2 separate regions of the Zea mays genome follow, and region 2 is linked to region 1. A link is a contact called in public Hi-C data. All regions are on one chromosome and are shown on one strand. The core of a region is the stretch at or near the end of the contact, and the rest is flanking DNA. Distances in the headings are between cores, read along the strand shown.

The links. A called contact is a pair of places that touch in the nucleus more often than the background predicts.
Region 2: a Hi-C map of bundle sheath shows a contact between it and region 1, with 3 times the contacts expected there. The contact joins two enhancer-like sites. A contact is called at or near these places in 2 of 25 Hi-C or Micro-C datasets (bundle sheath and endosperm).

What each region holds. Positions count from the first base shown.
Region 1 is chr4:98,839,646-98,845,960 of Zm-B73-REFERENCE-NAM-5.0, forward strand. No RefSeq gene overlaps it. Among protein-coding and RNA genes, the nearest start is that of LOC109946033, 290 kb to the right of the region's middle. Within about 2 kb of position 3,861, at least 17 of the 20 cell types and tissues checked have an H3K27ac peak or open chromatin away from gene starts, as enhancers often do. A contact at or near this core is called in bundle sheath, where this site is marked.
Region 2 is chr4:99,075,080-99,080,811 of Zm-B73-REFERENCE-NAM-5.0, forward strand. No RefSeq gene overlaps it. Among protein-coding and RNA genes, the nearest start is that of LOC109946033, 53 kb to the right of the region's middle. Within about 2 kb of position 3,397, at least 17 of the 20 cell types and tissues checked have an H3K27ac peak or open chromatin away from gene starts, as enhancers often do. A contact at or near this core is called in bundle sheath, where this site is marked.

The sequences.
Region 1 (6,315 bases), core at 2,611-5,110:
TTCCCGGCGTCGTATCCGACGGGCCTTTGTCATGGACGCGAGTGGCACCACCGCTGGCAGCCAAGGGACCTGGCCTGAGCTAGCCATTAGATCCCAGGCGTTCGTCTAAGATCGGATGGCCCAGATCTAATCAGACCAAATCTAATCCCAACCGCCCACTAGAGATCCGACCTCTCTGATTTCCCCCTCACTTGTGCCCCTACCACTGGTCCTGGCCTGTCAGCCCCGTTATCCCTTGGTTGCTGACTGCCTTGGCCCACTAGTTAGTGCGCGCCCGCACGCTCGCCCGTGGGATCTGTTCTCGGCCGTCGATCTGAGGTCGGATGGCTGAGAACGCCCGATACCCTTTGGCGTGGTAAAATTGTTAATGAGACCCTCGACTTTTTAGAAATGAACCCGCCGTCCCTAGTTTTCGCGCACAGACCCCTGTAATCTTGCAGATTGAACCTTGGACTTTTTTTAATCACATATTTAGGCCTAATTTTGTATTTTAAACCTCAAAACATGTTTATTTCATATCTTTTTGCATATGAAATCCAAATTGAGTGATTCAAATTGCAAAATGTTCATAGAATTATTCTTTGTCCAAATAAATTATGATCATTCACTGTCTGCACATCATAATTTTATGCCTAGGCTATAGGTTAGTTTCTGTAATAGTTTATTTTACTTAATAAGATAAATAGAAAGGAAACCCTAATGGTAATTAGATGTCTTGGTCACTTGTTCTCAAATGCTATAGATCAAGAACAAGGCAACACAATTGTTAATGATTAAAGACCTTCGTCCTTCGAAGCATTATTCCCTCTCAGATATGATGATCTTCAGACGAAGGTTATGAAGGACATACCTTCATCATTTCAATATACAAATAAAAATGTAAAGAAGAAGGTTAAGGAATACAAAGGAATACGGATAACATCAATTATATATCATCAATCTATTTATTCTTGTATTCCATAAACATGAATAAGCATCAATAATATTCATATTACATTAATACCTTCGGCTTGCCAGAAGGTGAGGATGCGAGAATGGCACGAGTGATTGCAATCTAGCGTGAACAGTACGGTGTTACTGTTCATCTATTTATATGCATGGGACGCAACCTGAATAAAAGTACATTTATATCCCTGGTAACTGCCTATAGTCCTAACATGAATTATTGAGGACTATAAGGTCTTTAGCCCCTTTCAGTCATCGTCATGCTTGAGCTTCGTCAATATTTAGTCGAAGGTCCTTGGATTTTAGCTTCGCCGCCCACTCTTTATCTCCCTTCATTTCGTCATAAGAGAAGTTCTTCATCCCAAAGCCGAAGCTTCCTGTAACTATTCATATTCATGCTGAAAACATATGGTTAGTCACATTTTTTAGGACCTTCGGAAGAGGAAGGCCCCCAACAAGATGTTTAACCTTGTGAGACTAATAATATGTAATGTGTGGATTTATCCCTGGTATAGCTTTTGTGTCTCATTAAAATAAGTGGAATTAAAACTATGTAATCATAGAGATAGACAACACTTAGAGAACAACAAACTTCTAAATGTGTTAGTTCATCCTATAACCTAAACTACCTCTTAAGTTTATGTTGTTCTTGTGAGATGTGTTCACTTGTTTGTACATGATTGGTGTGTTGTTCATTTGTCTTTATCCAAATGTATTGAATGCATGATTGCTTTATTTAGACGACGAGCAGCCCGTGGTTCCTGAGTGTGTTGCCGAAGACCTTCCTGAGCAGCAACCTGGTGAAGGCAAGTGTCCTCTAACCAATTATGTCCTACTTTCTTTATAATTCACCGTCCCACATTACTTTATTGAAACCTAAGGATTGACTAGTCTGTATTTATCTTATCCTTGTTTACCTTTTTGGGTTATTATGGTTAGCTTTATGCTATTGCTTTAACTTAATCAATGAACATGATGTGAATATTTATGATACGATGATTATCCCAATGACGATCTTGTGATATTTAGGGGACTCAGGTTGTTTCATGAGTACCTCTCCGTAAGGACCTGTTCGTTGAGTGATCACACAGGATAACAGTGCAACCATGAGGGTGAATGGGACGCCCTTAGCTGAATAATTAGATGAACCTGGGGTGTAGTTGGCTTTGCCGGAGGGCCATCAATGGGGGCTGGGGCATAGTGCTCGCTCTGCTAAGGGTGGGTGTCGAGGTTCATTCGATTTGGTTTTGTTCGTCACCCACCATAGGTAGGTGTACTGTGTTTGTACGACTGGCGAAACCTAACGAGCAGCTATGCACCAGGAGAGTCTTTGTAAAGGCTACGTAGTGATACCCAGCCAGGCCACCTAGGTAGTGGTCAATGGGGAGTAGCGCTCTCTGGGCAGAAAGGGAATCACGACTCGTGTGTAAAGTGTGCAACCTCTGCAAAGTGTTAGAAACTGATATATAAGTCGTGCTCATGGTTAAGAGCAGCCTTGGGATCCTCTTTGATTAGAAGAACTTTGGATACTTTTATGATGATAATTAATGACAATGGTTATAATTATGATCTCTGGTATTTCCTCTTGGAGGGATTACATTCAGGTAATAAATGAGTTTATTACTAAAATTTGGCTCTACTATTAGTAATAAATACTTGACCAACTAAAAGCAACTGCTTAACCTTAACTCCACATACAACCAGTCCACTTTAGCCAAATGGGACATTTGCTGAGTACGTTGATGTGTACTCACCCTTGCTTTTAAAACACACCCACCCCAGGTTGTCTCCACTATATTTAGGGCTTAGGAGGAGATGCAGACAACATGGAGGACTTTGAGGAGTTCCAAAACTACGACGAGTTCTAGTTATGTTAGTGGAAAACCGCCATAGTTAGCTGCCCGTGAAGGCCTTATCTGCTACGTTCGCTTTTCCACACTTTGATGATATTAACGACAATGTTATGTTAATGACTATGTGGATGTCTTGGACATCTTGATGTAATAAAGTACCTTTCCGCTATTTACTTTCAGTAATGTGTGATGATGTCCAATTATATAATCGTTGTGTATGTGAGTGTCTGATCCTAGCACGTACATAGTTTGCATTCGATTTGCCTTCTAAAACCGGGTGTCACATAAGTGGTATCAAAGCCTTGCTGACTGTAGGACCGATAACCTAGACTAGGATGGTCGCTCTAAGAACTATAGACCCTTGCCTTGACCTTTGGTGTGACTTCAAAAGTTGGTCATCTTGACCAATTCTATGTTATATTATGATCTATATTCTCATCTTACAAAATTTTTATCTCACTTCTGTAAACACTGAATAATGCCTTAACGAATTTTAGCAAGTTCTTTATTATTTTAGTAAAAGTATATTTGAATCTGAGTTTTACCTTGAGGCATATTACTCTTCTAAAATGCATATTAAACAAATACATATCTATACAAAAAAACAAATGCATCATGCTAGAGTTTATTTGGTTGTGCACATATTTATAGGAATTAGTTTTAATGTTGGAACTTATTGAGAGTGGAATTGGGAAATTAAAAAAAATCTAGAAATAAGTTATTTTTAGTAATCCTTTCCATGAGTAAAACATAGGAAGTAAAATAAATGATATTAAGGCAAACAATAAGAGTTATACTCATATTGGGACTTAATTATGGATTTTAAATCTGAAGTTTGAAACAAGGGTTTAAACTTGGTTTGAATCCTTGAAAATGGAATTTGAAAAGAAATACAAAACAAAAAAGAAAAGAAAAAGATAATAAAACCCAAATGGGCTGGAAACTTCATTTTCGACCCGTGCACCACTTCTTTCCCGCCGGCCCAGTCCATACACCTCATGGCACCGACATGTGGACCCGTTTGGGTAGTGACAGCTGGGCACCAAGTCTCACGCCTGGCTCATCCAGTCATCCTTGCGTCGACATGCGGGGCTCGGGTGGCAGCCACTCATCCTCACACCTTTCTATCACCTCACTGGCCCATGGGCCCAGCCTCCTGGGGGCGGTCATCCGCAGGCGCAGACGCGCGCACTTCATCTGCGTGTGGGTCCCCCTAGGCAGGACCATCTCCCACGCTGACCTCAAACATCAATAGTTCCACCGTGTCGCCGCCGTGTATCTGGGCTGATTCCGCTGGCGTCGCGCGAACTCGTGGACACGCATCTCACGCCTATATATGTGGCCGCCAATGTCCGGTTTCTTCAAACGACAAACCAAGCAAGCCACCAGCAATGGGTGGAATTTGGGGTGAAACTGAGAGGATTACCGCCGTTGTTGATCACGTGCTTCGCCTCGCTCTGACCCCTGGAACCAGCCCCTGGAGCTTCTCCATGTGGCGTGGATGGCGCACCGGGCTTCACCTGATGGAATTGCGGTCCAGGGGACCTGTAATTTCTCGCCGAAGCTTCTTCCTCACCGCTGGGTCGCCCTGCATGTGGTCAGTACTTCCACAGCCTTAATCGTCGGTGAGTCTTGCCTCCTGTGGTTCGCCTTGTCCTGCTATATGTGACGCACCGATGGGTGGCGAGTTTAGGCGCTGGGAGCACTGAGTTGTCGCGCTTTGGCCATGGCCACCGTCGTGCGGGTTTTGTGCGTGGTCGTGGTTGGGCGCCAGGGGGAAAGATGGAGCGACCACCGTGGATCCTCCAATCGACGGCCAGAAATTGATGTGCGCTTACCCCTTCACGGGGTTGATCTGTGCCATGGGATCGATAATGGAGGGTGTAGATTGGTGCAATGTGTGGTTGCTAATCGGTCGTCGATCGACAATCTGGCAGTCAAGGTGGCTGACCGGTTTTGTGATTTGTGTGATCTAGTCTGATCCGTGGAAGCAGATCGGACGGCTGGGGTCAGACGATACCCCTTCGCATGCACCATTTTGCATATGAACCCCTAAGGAAATGTTGAATCAACCTGCAATCCTCTCCTAGTGTTAAACTAATTTCAGTCGAGTCCTGAGTTTTATAAAACAACCCCTGGCCTTCTGCGTTTATAGTGTCCACGGTCCAGAGTCTTTAAAGAAATTCAGAATTAAAATAAAAAATGTTTTCTAGTATATAAATAATTCTAGAAACTTGTTTATATCATATTTAATTCATCTTAATTTCTTTTTTATCCATTCCAGTTGCATTAATCTCATATTAATATTGTTTATCACCTAGTAACTTTATATTGTTATGAAACCTAGGATAAAATTGTGCACTTAATTTCTTTTGTACCCAACATTTAAATCTTCAGAAAATCATAACTCTTTATCTGTAACTTCAAATTTAGTGGTTCTCGAACCTGCGATCTCGTTACGACGTTGTTGGTCACTTGTTCTCAAATGATGTGAGTCAAGAACAAGGAAACACAATTGTTAATCATTAAGGACCTTTGTCCTTCGAATCATTATTTCCTTACGAATATAATGCTCCTTAAACGAAGGTCAAGAAAGACATACCTTCATCGCATCAATTACAAGGATAGGAATGCGAAGGAACAAGTATGATAATTATATCTTAATAATTCATTTATTCTTGCATCCCACAAAACATATATGAATAACAATAATGTTAATATTACATTGATACCTTCGGCTTGCTCGAAGGTGAGGATGCGAGAGTGAAAACAATCCAGCATGAACAGTACGGTGCTACTGTTCATCTATTTATAGGCACGGGATGCAAACCGAGGAAAAGTACATTTATGTCCTCAGTGTTTACTCATGATCGTAATACAAGTTATAAAAGACTAAGTGGTCTTTTCCTCCTTTGGCCATCATCATTATTCCTCCGCTTCGTTGCGAGCCGGATCTTTTCTGTATGGTGCTAGCTTCGGTGTTTACTCTTATCTTCTTTGGATATGTCTTCATTTTGCATGTCTTCATCATAAGAGGCTTATATCCTGAAGATGAAGCTTCCTGTAATAGCTTATGCTAAAAACAAATGGTTAGTTATGTTTTTGAGGACCTTCGGAAGGAGAAGGCCCCCAACAGTAGCCCCTCGCAGTGTTGATTTGTTTCTTTGTAACAAATTTAAGATGTGACGTGAATGAAGGCCTTTAGCCGAAGGTTTGAAAAAACACCTTCCCTTCGCTAGAATAGCGAATGACACAGACATGCGGGACCCACCAAACTTTAGGGTGCTAGACATGTAAATATTGAAAGCATTTCTTGTGCCATTTCAGTTGCTTACATTGTGCTCGTCTTTTTAAATTTTCTTGCTTTGGCGAGTTTAATTGGGTTTCAAGCTTCGGTATTTCAACAACCATCAGTTTGATGGCTGACGAGAAGAAGATTGTTGACCCAGCGTTGTTCGGGTTTTACGAAGCTATGGAAAAAACCAACGTAGAGAAGATTGCACATGAGAAGTTAGCT
Region 2 (5,732 bases), core at 2,147-4,646, 230 kb after region 1:
ATGAACTCGCCAAAGGTGGGAGCTCACGTGAAGTGTAAGGCTTACCAAAGAGGATGGTTAGAGCCGAGCATCGCTTTTAAAGTTGGTCAAAATTTTATTAGCAGTTACTAAGTATAAGTAAAAACCAACCCAATTAAGTAGTAGAACAAAAGTAACATCATCACCTGCGATGCAATGCATATGACAAATTGAATTTAAGTTCCATAATTTAATCATGTGAGGGTCCGAGCTGCTCTTGACCGTGAGCACGGCTAGTATACCAGTTTTACACTCTGCAGAGGTTGCGCATCTTTACCCACAAGTCATGTTACCCATCTGCCAAGGGATCGCGACTTCCCATACACCTCTACCGAGGAGGCGAGGCAGGGTAACACTACGAGGCCTTTACAAAGTTCCACTAGCTTCAGAAAACCCGCTACAGTTTATAGGAAGCTCCAATGCAGGAATCCCTTGCAGGACCGCCATCGCAGCAAAATCCTCCCGAGGGCCTCCCTACACTGACCACTCCCCTACTGCCCTTGCCCCTTTCGGGTAAGGTAGTCCTCCACTAGCTTTCCTAATTAATCAGCCAAGGGCGTCCCATTAAACCCTTGTGGTAGCACTGTTTTCCCGAGTGGTCGCTCCATGTTCCAATTAACATAATGATCTTATCATGAACAGTGATAATAAACAGATAATAAAAGTGTGATCATGAATAATGTATCTTCATACCCAAAACCACATAAAGCACTAGCAAGTACTACCCAAAAAGTTCAGTGGTAAACAAGGTATAAAGATAATCAAACTAGGGTAACCTATTGGGTCCCATCAAAATTAACCTATGCAGATCATTATGATTAATTAGAACATGAGTGGGTAAAAAGAAGTGATCAAGGGCACAACTTGCCTGGGACTTGAGATTCCAGGTACCAACTTGCTTTTCAGATGACACGTGTCCTCGCTCTAGTCGTAGCAAAACAAACAAACATTGTATAGGCAAAATTAACATTACACCAAGCATGTAAATAAAATACACAGTAATAATCTAGACATTAAAATAAGATCACAGGAACTGGAATCATTAAATTTGGAGTTATAGAATTCAAGTTATGAATTTCCTAAGGTTTTAATGTGATTAAAATAGGATTAGATGAGAAATTAATTTTCTAACTGAGTTCATGTCAAAACAGTGATACTAAATGATAGAGAATATTATTACAAAATTTTAGAAATTGGAATGGTTCAATTTGGAGCTAAAATAAATTTTCTATGCAATAAACAAGTTTTAACACTTATTTTCATATTAAAATCTATTTTCTAATTATTTTATTCAATTTACAACAGGCTCAGGACTAGGCCTCGATTTTCAGAAAACTCAGGGGCCTAGGTGTAACTAATCCTAAGACTCAGACGACCCACCAGGTGGACTGCGGGTTGATACTAGTATAGTAGGGGGTCTCTTTTGCAAAATCGCCAAGCCGAAAGGGTATGGAGCAATCCTGACCGCCCGATCTTGAATGGGCGGCGCAGATTAAATCAATCCCGATCGAAGCGGTACCCAATCCGAGCCGCACGATAGAACTTCAACGTCTCAGATTTAAATAACCTACATTGATTCACCGCCGACCGATCGGAATCGGACGACGCACGATCCGACCACCCGAATCGGTACCCCCGTGTTCTAATCCCAGCCGTTCACGGTGATCCAACGGCGCACGCAGGTCATCCCCAACCTACGCCCAGATGGCGGCAAATCACACCTCCACCGCGGTGAGGCTCACCGGCGACGGCTATCCGACCCCCCCGAACGAACTATTACCAAATTCGACGATGATACACCATAGCCAGAAGGTAAGGAACTCGAAGCAGGCGACATACCGAGGTTTTGAGCTGCACAGACCCTGGTCCACGGCGAGCTGCGGATTCCAGGCGAAATGCAAAAGACGGCGAGCAATTGCCGTCGCCCGCGGTTCGCACCACCCGATTGCGGGCGCAGAAAGCTTCCTCCGACGACTACGGTCCTCCACGATCCAACTCCGAGAGCGGAGATCCCCCGACGGCGGCGAAGTCTGTTTCACATCCGCGACGGCGTCGGGTGATGAGGGCACGACTATGGCTTCGAGAGGGGGGAGGCAGCACAGGTTTTATACCCAGGGTAGCGGCCAAAGTCCGAGTCAGAGCCAGCCGCGAGATCCGCGATGGTTTGTTGAACCACCCGCACTGATTTCGCGTGAGCGGCGAAGGTTTTCCGTGGAGCTTGGTTGGGGGAGGATCCGACAGGTAGGTCCCTGCGCTCAGTGAGAAAAGAAAGAGGAGAAGGCTGCCAGGTGGGCCCGGTTCGACAGCAGAGGGGGGGGAAATGGCGCGAGCGGGCCAGGTGGGGGGAAAGAGAAGAGGCTGGTGGGCCGGGCAAGGGAGAATTTGGCCCATGCGCAGGTTGCTATTCCTTTTCTCTTTTTTTATTCTATTTTGTTTTCTATTTGAATTTCAAATCAACCCAAGTTTGAAGTTCAAACCCTTGATTTAGATACACATTATAGAATTTCAGCATGATGTGCAAAAACATATTTTTATGTATTTATTTTATTTTAGTTCTTTTAGACAAGCTTCCAATCATATAATAGAGAATAATCTCCACCTTGGATTTTTAACATATTTCTTTTTTTATGTTATTTTTATATTGTCATAAAATGCACTCATAATAAAAATTCCAGCATGATGCATAATTTAGTGTCATATATTTTTATTAATTGTTTTTAAAAGGTGGTGTTCACATGTGATGACAAATGAATGGATACACTCATATAAATAAAGGAAAACACTTTTCTGCTTTTAATATGATCTCTAACAAATTAGGTGTTTACAGCTTAATGGTATTATAAGGTTACTTTATGATAGACAATATTAATGTGAATCTAATGCAACTGGAATGAATCAATTTGGGCCTAAAACAAAGAAGTTATGGATTTATGAAGTTTTAGGGTTAATTTCTATATAAAACTCCATTTTTCTGATTTATTTAATTACTCTAGAGTTTTATTTGGACGGCGGCATAAAACCCCAAGTGTGCAGGGGCTGACTCATAAAATTCTGGGGTACCGTCGAAATTAATTTTGCATCGCTAGAGGACAGCGGGTTAAATAAGAGAAAGAAGAGGGGCTCTTTATGAAGATTGCGGGTCGAAGAGGTACGGGTGTATGCGAGCGGCGCGATCAAGGTTGGACGCGCGAGATCAGATCACGATCTTTCTGAAATGGCATATAATGATAGCCGTAGGATCTTTCACCGACGCTTCAATTTTATAACGCCCAAATTGATTTTTGAGTGTCCGATCCATATCAAACAGCCCGCGTTAGGTCTGGCCAAACCAGTATACGTGAATCAATCCGGGGCGTCTGTTCCGCGATCAGCGATCACACAACTTTCTCCCCAACCCTCTAATCTCTATCGTTCATCTAGATCCAACGGTATCCACACCATCTTCTTCCTACAGCTGACCGAGCGGCGGCGGGCAACCCCACGATGGCCCCACCCCGGTGAGCCGGCAGACCGACGCCTTCCCTACTCTGATATGAACCCGACGACAGGCAATAGAGAGCGAATTATATGGCGAAGACTACAGAGCGGATCCTTACCGGGGATCAATGACATGGGCGAGCGGACTGGGACGCGGCACCACGGCGGCATCGGGTCGAAGGCGAGAAATTGTGTGAGCACTGGTGGTCCCTACTTGGTAATAAAGCTACAGCCACCCTCGCCGTGCCACAGGTAAGCTGTTTGACCCACATGCCAAAGTATTGACGATAGTAGAATGGTGAATCGGTGATGGCGGATTATCATGCATTCCGTCACCAGTGGGGTCTCCGTCGATGCACCCACGTGATGAGCCATGATGGAGTTGGTCAGGGGCGGCCCGGATTTATAGCCCCAAGGTAGAGTCTGTGATAGCGTTTGGTCGGGAAGACCCGTGTTCTTCGCCCGGTCATTTGCAATCATCCCAAGGTTGTTTGCGGGCACGACCCAACGAGGAAGAAATCCGACGACCAGGGCTCATGTGCCAGGGAAACAGCGACACGGCTCATTTGTTTCCGGGGAGAAAGGTGTTGGTCACTAGGGCCCACATGGCTGTGAGGGGTGCAGAGCACGGTGCGGCCGATTATGCTGACGACCCGGTCCCAGTCGTCAGCGGCGGAAGACGTTTGGGCTGAGGAAAGCCAGAGATGACGAGGCGGAGCCCCTTCACGGGTGAAGGCCTGGTCAGTGGGGCCTGCCTAGAGGTGACCGAACAGGTGAGTGTGCTGGGCCGCGCGGGCGCGGCGAAGGTGGAGATGGGCCGAGGAGATGATTTCTTTGGCCCAGCGAAGTCTTTCTCCTTTCTCCTTTTCTTTTTATTTCTGTTTTCTATTTGCAAATTTCAATTTGAATATGGGTTTTGACTTTCAAAATTGAGTTAAATGCACAATACAAAAACTCCTGCATGGGGTGCAAAGTTTATTTGTATTTAATTATTTCATTCATTTGAGTATTGCTTATATACTACCCATGAAAAATAATTTACCCAAATGAATCTTTGCAAATTTTATGTGCACTTGTAAATTTCAAATTCAAATTCAAGTTTCAAGACCGAAGTATATCTTTGAATAACTGAATTTTAATACTATCAAAATTTTAAATGATACTATTTGTTCACTTTTAGGGAAAGAAATATTTTATAAAGGGAGGAATTCATTCCTAGAAGACATTTTATCTTAAATTACTTTGGAGAATTCTTTAAATCACCAAAATGTTATTTTGGGTGTTACATGCAAAGTCAAGTGGGGCCATCACTCAAAGGAAGAAGCAACCTAGGAAAGAAAATATGATATGAAAGCCAAGTACCCTGAACTCTTTGCTAGCTAACCCTAAATTTGGAGGGTGAGATTTTTTAAGGGGGATAGGTTTGTACCACCTTGAATTTGGGGTATAAAATTTCTTCTCTAAATGCCTACCAAATTCAGGTGTTACCCTTTTTCTTTCTCTCTAGTCTCTCTCTCTTCATTTTGAGTAGAATTAGGTTAATTAAGTGAGGGATTAATTATTTATTTTGTCAAAACTATGTGAGTCATGATTTATTGCATCATGCTGAGCCTAAATTATTCTTTGAACTGATGCACATGTTTGAATTGGTTTGAATTTGAAACTTGGTTTGAATTTGATTTGAAATCCATAGAGAAAATAAAAATAAAAGACATTAAAAATTCCCAGGAAAAAGAAAAACCGAAAGCAGCCCATTTGGCCCAATCCAGCTCAGCCAGGCCGCGCGCGCCCGCATCGCCTGACAGGTGGATCCCACCTGTCAGCGACGACCGCGCACGCGCTCCCTCTCCCTCTCTCCCTCCCGCTGCCCAGTGGGATCGGCCTATCGGCGCCGATCCGTCCGCGCACGCGCCCGCTCTCGCTCGCTGCTCGGTGGGACCTCCCTGTCAGCGCTGACCGTCCGTTCGCCCGCTGACCCTTGCTGGTCTGTGGACCCCGCCTGTCAGCCACTGCTCCCTTCCCTAACCTCCCGCCCGCGCTCGCTGTCGTGGACGCGCCCATCACCGTGCGTATCCCGGCCACGTCCCCCGCGCCCGAGCCCTTTTCTAGAGTCCGCGCCCACTCACTCACTCACCTCGCCCAGTTATGCCCCCATCCGAATTCCCTCGCTCTCTCTCGCTCTGCGCACGCGCCCGTGGAGCTCTGTCGTGATCTGTAACACCCCTGGTGTTTATATT